Linked DNA regions of Sus scrofa: region 2 is linked to region 1. Evidence: chromatin contacts called from public Hi-C data. All regions are on one chromosome and are shown on one strand. The core of a region is the stretch at or near the end of the contact, and the rest is flanking DNA. Distances in the headings are between cores, read along the strand shown.

Evidence for each region. Hi-C and Micro-C count contacts between places; a contact is called where the count stands out from the background.
Region 2: a Hi-C map of embryonic fibroblasts shows a contact between it and region 1, with 2.0 times the contacts expected there. The contact joins the promoter of SLC27A4 here to the promoter of CIZ1 in region 1. A contact is called at or near these places in 4 of 47 Hi-C or Micro-C datasets (embryonic fibroblasts, liver, mesenteric adipose tissue and 1 more) and 1 of 2 datasets of contacts at active chromatin or transcription factors (alveolar macrophages).

Annotation. Positions count from the first base shown.
Region 1 is chr1:268,639,794-268,643,852 of Sscrofa11.1, forward strand. CIZ1 (cip1-interacting zinc finger protein) reads right to left here and starts at 2,271. Exons shown (of 19, transcript XM_013993898.2): 1 at 2,051-2,271; 2 at 1,304-1,478; 3 at 940-1,055. The coding sequence starts at 1,473.
Region 2 is chr1:268,771,518-268,775,576 of Sscrofa11.1, forward strand. SLC27A4 (long-chain fatty acid transport protein 4) reads left to right here and starts at 2,275. Exons shown (of 12, transcript XM_021069619.1): 1 at 2,275-2,585. It overlaps TRNAR-UCU (a tRNA gene), which reads right to left and starts at 1,977; the gene lies at 1,887-1,977.

The DNA of each region.
Region 1 (4,059 bases), core at 1,021-3,520:
AAAGTAGGACAGGCTTCCCTCCACTCTACCCCCGCCCATTCCATTAACCCCTTCCTTTACAGATAGAGCCAGCATTACACTTCAAATCCGGTATCCACACCTGCCCGCGAAGCCCGCAGCTTCTGATCTGGCTGCATACCCTGCTGGGAGGCAGGAGAGCCTGCTGTCTCAGAACACAGCTCTGTAGTAAGACCCCTAGTCAACACCTAGGCCTCAGTTTCTTCATCTGCAAAATGGGATCATGAGTGCATCTCCCCTAAGTATTGTCAGCAAAGTCAAGGGACTGAGTCTGTAAGGGCCTTGGCACAGTGCCCAGTCCCGAGGGGACCACCCAGCCAGCCACAGCTACCCTGCGGGAGGGGCTGGGTCTGAAGACAAGCTGGCCCTGGGATTACCCCCACAGTGGCTGAAGTATTAGGAGTCACATCTTGGAAGGAAGGCCAGAAAGACAGCTCTCCACAGGGGAAAACTCGGGTAAGGGCTCAGGCTTAATGCAGAGGGCTAGAGACATCCATCCATTCAGTGATCCAGGCAGTCAGGAGGCCCAAGCCTCCATCTAGCTCAACCACTGCTGATGCTGTGTGACCCAGGGCAAATGACTTTCCTTCTCTGAACCTCAGCTTCCTCATCTGCCAAACAAGATGCGAAGGAGGGTGGTCAAAATAGACCTTTCCACCCATCATCTTCTAATGTGCATGTCAGCAAAGTGTGCTGAGTAGCGCCCACGGAGCTGGCACCATGGCCAAGGGCACACTGCCGTGATCAGACAGACCTGCATTCAGCTGAGCAACTGAGGGACTTCCACCTCCTAGAGCCTCAGTGTCCTCATCACTAGGACCCTGACAGTAGCTCCCTCTCAGGGTTGCCGTGTGGACTTGACATTGAATGCTGTTGAGGAGCTACCCTTAGGATGGAGAGAGACAGGGCCGGCGGCCGTACCTTGCAACTGCTGCAGAAGCAAAGCTCTCTGCAGCACAGAGCCGTTGAGGAGGGAGGCGGAGCTGGTGCCCTGGAGATTCAGGAGCTGCTGCTGTGGTTGCTGCTGGGGGAGCCCCCTGGGTGTTGAGAGCAGGAGTCAGACGGTTACTGGGAGAGTCAGATCCTCCCTCCTCCCTGAGATCCCTCTCCTCCATTCTCTGCCTGCCTCTACAGCAGACAGAGGATCCCCTTGGGGTGGGGAGTAGGGGCCTCCAGGACTCAGACAGGGATGCTCCGGGGAGAAATGTCTTGGGGGAGGGGACGCACCAAGGCATGCATCTGAGGGGCTGGGCTAAAGCCACCCACCCCTCCAGTGGGAGCTCACCGGCTGACGGCCATGGGCAGAGGAGCCTGCGGAGGGGACTGCTGGAGCAGCTGCTGGAGCTGCAGCAACTGCTGCTGTTGTAGCTGCTGCTGCTGAAGCTGTTGCTGCTGAAGCTGCTGCTGCTGCTGCTGGAACTGCTGGAGCTGCTGCTGCTGCTGCTGGTTGAACATGGTGGCTGAGGGAAGGCGGGGGGAGTCAGGCCGGATCTCCGTCACCCACTCCCAGCCCGCGGCGCTCAAATACCGCGGCTGAGTTTCACAGCTACTGTCCCGGTCCTGCCCAGAGCTGGCCACACTTGCGGCCCATCCTTTCAAAACCCCTCCAATTCCACCAGCAGAAGGGTTCGCCCCCCCGCCTCCTGCCAATTTCCCCCAAATCTTTCCAACAGTCCCCCTTTCAAACGTCCGACCCCGCCCCCTATCTCGCCAACTCTCCCGCTCGGTCCTTCCTGGAGGAGCGTCCGACACAAATACACCTCCCACCCCACCCTTCGGCCATTCTCCGCGCCAATCGCGTACCGATGCCAGCCCCTCTCCACTCACACCCCTTTGATACGCCCACCCCGTCCCAAGCGCACATTTTATGTCAATAACATCAGCCCCCGCCCCCACCCCCGCCGCTACCTTTCACTTTCATCCAAGAACGAAGTAGGACAGGCTTCCCTCCACTCTACTCCCCACCCCCATTCCACTAACCCCTTCCTTTACAGATCGAGCCAGCATTACACTTCAAATCCGGTATCCCCACCTGCCCGCGAAGCCCGCAGCCTCCGTTCAAGGGGCCCCTAAGTCTTCGGCCGTCCCCCCAGCGGTGCCCGGCCCGCGCCCCTCGCCTCCCAGGGCGGGAATCGCACGGCCTCCTCCCCGCACTCTCGCCGCGGTCGCGTAGGCCCCAGCGGCAGGGCAGGCCGGACAGGCCGGGAGGCTCCGGCTCGCGGATCCCCGGCTCCCCGCAGCTCCGCCGGGGCCTGGCGCTTCCGAAGGCGGTCTGCAGGCCGGGCCCAGGCAGCGCCCTCTGGAGGCCGGGAGGTCCGGGTGGCGCCCGCCGCGTCGCGAGATCCTGCCCAGCGCACCCGCAACGCGGCAGGGGCGGTGCCTGCTCACCCAGCGGCTGGGTAGTGGAGGGCTTAGTTCCGGGCTGCGAGGCGGTCCTGAGCAGAGCAGACCCTCCGTCCCTCGTTCTCCGCATCGTGAAGGGGCTGCTCTGAGCCCAAAGTCCATCCGTCGCCACCCAGAGTGATCTGTCGTCTGGCGGGGACCGTCTCCAACCGACCTCCCCGCGGGTGCCACTGTCCCGCGATCAAGGGCCCCGCGCGGGGCTGGGATGGGAGGGGCGTGCAGCTGTACATTAGGGGACTGAGACCGGGCGAGAAGGCGATCGGCATAGCGGGGCAGAAGAATTTGCCCTAAAAGGTATGGGAGGTGGGTTTGAAAGTTACTGTTTTTTCCCCCTAGGATTTGACTCGGGGGCGGGTGAGGAGGGCTGAGTTCAATGGTTAAAACAACCACAACAAAACCCGGCGCGCATCCTGCCCCCGAATGGTGCTGCCAGCAAAGACCCTTTAATTACGACTCCGTCCTGCGCCCCGGCGCCCTTCCCAATGGCCCCCACTTCGAGTCACCGAGCTGCGTTACTAAATAGCAATCTCTCTCCCCTTTGCAGTTACTCAAAGCCGTCCTCAACTCTTAACAGCCCCAGGCAATGCGCTCACTTTGCTTTAGGCGCAGACCACATGCCGCACGGCGCATGGTGGCGCTAGGGATGCGCAGACCTGAGGTCCACCCAAGGAGACCCGAGTGTCAACCAATCACTGCAGTCATGTGACCAGTGCTTCCCTAAAGCTCGGGACCCGCTCTACCGCCGCCCCGGGCGGCCGCACAGAGGTGCCTAACTCTGCTTGGACTTAGGCGGGAGGGCTGGGCGCGGCTAGACTCAGGGGACTTCGCGCCTTGGGCGGAAGGGCAACCAGGCTTTGAACACGGGCCTGAAGAGTTGGGTTTTATCTATGGAGGGCAGGGAGCGCTAGAGAAGAGAGTGTGACAGCATCGTATCCACCCAGATTAGAACGCTCGGCTCCAGTGAGAACCAAGGAAGAAGGGGTGGGGTCAAGTCAAGATCGCCCAGGCTTCCAAACAGATAGATCTATCTGGGACCTCGGAGGGGTCCGGGATTGAATTGGGGTCCCGCTGCCTTGTGGCTAGGCGCCCCTGGCGGACCTGAGCCTTTCTTCGTCTGTAAAATGAGTACCCCCTCCCGGGGGAAGAGTTGTATGTGTGAGGATGCTATTACATAACGTTTAGCACTGGCACCTGGCACAGGGCGAGCTTAGCAAATTGCCAAAGTACAAAAAGCTAAAAATAATGTTCGTGGTGGTAAAGGTAGAGAAGCCAGCACTGGATTCCTGTGTTGGTTCACCTTTCCAGAAAGCATTCTGCAAATTCTCCATCAAGACTCTTGAACGCCTTGAACACCTTGCCCCTTGATCTGGTCACCCCACTTATAGGAATCTAGCCCAAGAAAATAATCAGAAAGAAGTCTTTTCAAAACCCAGCAAGTCACTCACAGAAACATGATTTATCATAGCTGTCTGGAAAATAATCAACTTTGGGGAACAGCTAAATAAAGCATTGGTGTCCGCCTCCTAAGGCACACAGCCTTCAGGAATTATTTCAAAGGATTTTTTCATATTTTTAATTTTTATTTTTGTGTTTTTAAGGCCACACCTGCGGGATATGGAGGTTCCCAGGCTAGAGGTT
Region 2 (4,059 bases), core at 1,025-3,524, 130 kb after region 1:
GAGTGTTGATAGAAGTCGGGTGAGTCCTGGGGAGGGACAACCTACTCCAGGGATCTAATCTCCACCCACCCTCTCTGTGGGCTCAGCTAGACTCTCAGCAACTTGAAGGCAGATTGTCTCATCTCTCTAGGTCTCCTTGCATCTCTCCCCATCAGGCCAGGCCCCATGTCTGGTGGGGTACAGCTTTGCCCTCACCGAGGTGACCAGGGTGGAGGAGAGTGGGGGTGGGAGGCAGGGCTCATCACCACTGCCTCTTCCTCCAAATTCTCACTTGTCCACTTTGCATGTGACCTGAGCAGTTGACAGAGAGCACTGATCATGCGAAGGTTCCTGGGGTGGATAGGGTCAGAGCTTCCAATTCACTCTGCCTGTCATTCACTCAACAAACATTTATCAAGCTTCTATTATTTGCTAAGCCATGTGGGTGCAATCAGATGTAATCATGTCTAGATTTTGTATGTGCTTTGTGGTCAATGGACCTGTAAGCCACAGTAATAGAAACATCAAGCGCTTATTGAAATACTCCCAGTGACTCGCCACACCAACCCTGTGAGGCAAACACTATTAGTACATCCTCATTTTTTTTCTCTCTCTCTTTTTTTTTTTTTTTTTTTTTTGTCTTTTGATGGCCGCACCCATAGCACATGGAGGTTCCCAGGCTAGGGGTCTAATTGGAGCTGTTGCTGCCGGCCTACACCACAGCCACAGCAATGCCAGATCCCAGCCGCATCTGTGACCTACACCAAAGCCCACAACAACACTGGATCCTTAACCCACTGAACAAAGCCAGGGATCGAACCCGCAACCTCATGGTTCCTAGTCAGATTCGTTTCTGCTGTGCCACAACGGGAACTCCCGTCCTCATTTTTCTGTATAAGAAATGGAGACAATTTTCTTTTTTCTTTTCTTTTCTTTTTTTTTTTTTTGGTGATTTTAGGGCTGCATCTGCACCATATGGATGTTCCCAGTTTAGGAGCTGATTCGGAGCTGTAGCTACCAGCCTACACCACAGCCGCAGCAACGCAGAATCCGAGCCGTGTCTGTGACCTATACCACGGTTCTCGGCAACGTCAGATCCTTAAGCCACTTAGCAAGGCCAGGGATCCAACCCATGTCCTCATGGATACTAGTCAGGTTCGTTTCTGCTGAGTAACAGTGGGAACCCCAGACTCTGAATTTTCCACTGCAGAGTTGACCCAAGCCCCTTGGATGCCAATGTCCACACCCAGAACCACTGCACCTCATACCTCCTGGATGCAACGGGGGAGGGAGGTGGTGCTTTAATTTAGTGAGTTCCCCCAAAAGGAGGCAGCCTGTACTCTGGACGAAATGGGTTCAAATACTTGTCAGACCAAATTTTCGCTTTCAACGCCTATAAATATACCCTGAAAACTGTCCTTCCTTGCTTTTAAGGACTCCTACTGGATTATGGGAGTAAGGGCTCTATTTAAGGACAGGTAGCAACTGTGGATGCTCAACACGTTTGATTATCAAGGCACCAAGTTTTCAGAAGCCCAGAGTGACATAGAGCTGGGAAGCTGGCAGATGGCCTGGGGCTGGGCAGGTGGTATGGAAACTGTGGTCAGAGGCTGCTTAGAGACTGATTTGCTGCAGGGTCCGGACCGACCAGAGGCCAAAGATATGTACTAGTCTCAAGGCGCCGTGCCCTTTGTACCAGCAGGTGTGCCACATTGCTTTCAGGATATCAACGAAAGGAAAGGCTTCCTGTGCAGGAATCCCAACGCCCAACTTTATTGCTGTCCCAGAAGCAGAAGTGTCAGCCTCAGGTCTGCAGGAACGATTGTGTGGGTCTCCTGAACCTTAGGGCCTGGGAGGCCACAAAATTTCAAAGAGGAAATGTCCTTTGAAAGGAGCTGTCAAAACCTCGACTCTGGTGGGACTCGAACCCACAACCTTTGAATCACCACGCTTGGGTTGGCTAGAAGTCCAATGCGCTATCCATTGCGCCACAGAGCCAGTTACTGCTGTCTGCCCTCCAGCTCACCTCTGTTGTAAACCGCCCTTTTCCCGCTCTTCTAGGTGTGGCGCTGGGCCTTGGCCAAATTCTGTTCCTGTCTCCGGAGTGTGGACTCCGGATTCTCCGCCAACAGTGCGGTGGGGGTGCTCTCCTCCCACGAAGGGACGCCGGGGACAGAGGGGTCAGGGCTCGGGCAGAGTGCGCCTGTCACCTTCCCGCCCCAGGGGTCTCTGCGGCCGGGCGGGGCGGGGCTGCGCGGCGCGGACTACAACTCCCAGCGTGCCGCGCGGGACACCGCCGGAGGCCGTCGCTCGCGCAGGGGCGGCGGGTCGGGCGGCGCCGCCAGCTCTGCGGCTTGCTCGCGGTGGGCGAGGCGCGGGAGGCGGTGTTGCCGGCCGGCGCAGCTGGTTTGGATTGCGGGAGGCAGGCGGGGGAGGAGCGCCGCAGGCGGGCGGGGCCGGCCGGGTGGCCGGGCCCTGCTGGGCGCAGAGCTGGCGAAGCTCTGCTGAGACCCGGCTCTGCGCGCCCGGGCGCAGCTGATGCCCCCCGCGCTCCCCACTCTGCTACCACAGCAGAGCTGCATCTGGACTGGCGGAGCCGACATCAGGTGAGTACAGGTCAGGGCAGTGAGTGGGTCCTCGGGCTGGGGAATGTGCCCGGCCGAGTCCTGGAGAGGTGGCGGTACCCGCCTGGGTCGGGGACGCGCCCTGGTGCTCTGTCTCCAGCTGGGCATTCTGCTACTCCCCTGGCTTTTTAGAGGCCAGGGCGGTCCACAGTGACCCAGGATCGAGGCCCGAGGGATCTGGGCATCCCCTTTCCTCCCCTTGGTCCCATCGCCCAGCCTTCCGGGACGAGTTCTTGCCTTCTGCCCTGGTGGGCTCTGGGAGCCCAGAGAACTGAGGACCTTGGAGACCCTTGGCATTTGAGTTTGGGGGCGTTGGTTCGGTCCCCCGCCGGGCTTTTGCTTCTCGCTTTGAGGAGGGGGAGGTGGTCTCAGGTGAGCTCATGTCCTCATCTTGACCTGGAGACTCTCAGGCTACATCATAGCCGTGACCTTCAGCCCCTCCCCAAGAATAGGAGAACCTGAAGGAAAACAGTCGCATCGGTTGCACCTCAAGCAAGTGTTTAAAACGCCAGGAGCCGTAATCCTAGCCCCGCCAGCTGTTCCTCTCCCCTTAAGGCCCCATTCCCAAAGATTGATCTGAGTGGCTTGCTGAGTGTATTTGTGGGGGTGCCTTCAAGGCCCTCTTCCTCTCCCTGTATCACTTTTCCCCTCTGGGCGGTAGCACCTCCAGGCTCTAACCTGTTTTCTCCATCGCCCTCTGTGGGCCAGCAGAGGCATGGCGCTGCCTGGGCCTTTGGGCAGGGACTGAGCAGGGCTCCTTCTCCAGATTGGGTGTTGTGGCTTGGCCTGATCATCCACACAAACTCCCTAAGTCTCTGGGTGGAGAGTTGAGACAGAAGCGCTAAAGTCAGTTCCCACTCTAAGCCATTTTGGTTAGGACCCTGTACGTCAGGAGAGTGGACTGTTCTGTTTTGACTGGAAGGGCTTCTGAGAGCAATTCTCTTCACACCCATTTTACAGAGGGGAGGACTGAGAACCAAAGTGGGGAAGGGACTTGCCCAAGGTCATTCAGAGGAGTTCCCGTGTGGCTCCTCGGATTAAGAATCTGACTAGTGGAGTTCCCATTTGTGGCTCAGCAGTAACCAACCTGACTAGTATCCGTAAGGACAGTGGTTCGATCCCTGGCCTCCATCAGTGTGATTAAGGATCTGGTGTTTCCGTGAGCTGTGGTGTAAGTCACAACGAGGCTTGGATCCCACCTTGCTGTGGCTGTGGCGTAGTCCAGCTGCTACAGCTCCGATTGGGCCCCTAGCCTGGGACCTTCCATACGCCGTGGGTATGGCCCTAAAAAGACAAACAAAAACTAAGGTCATTGAAAGAGTCATAGAATCATAAGCAGAGAAGAGATTAGGAGGCTAGAAACCAGCCTCTGCCTCTCAGCTCTGAAACTCCTCACCTCAAGTCCCATGCCGCTAGCCTGCTCCTTCCAAACTCCAGATCCTCCAGAGAGGATCCT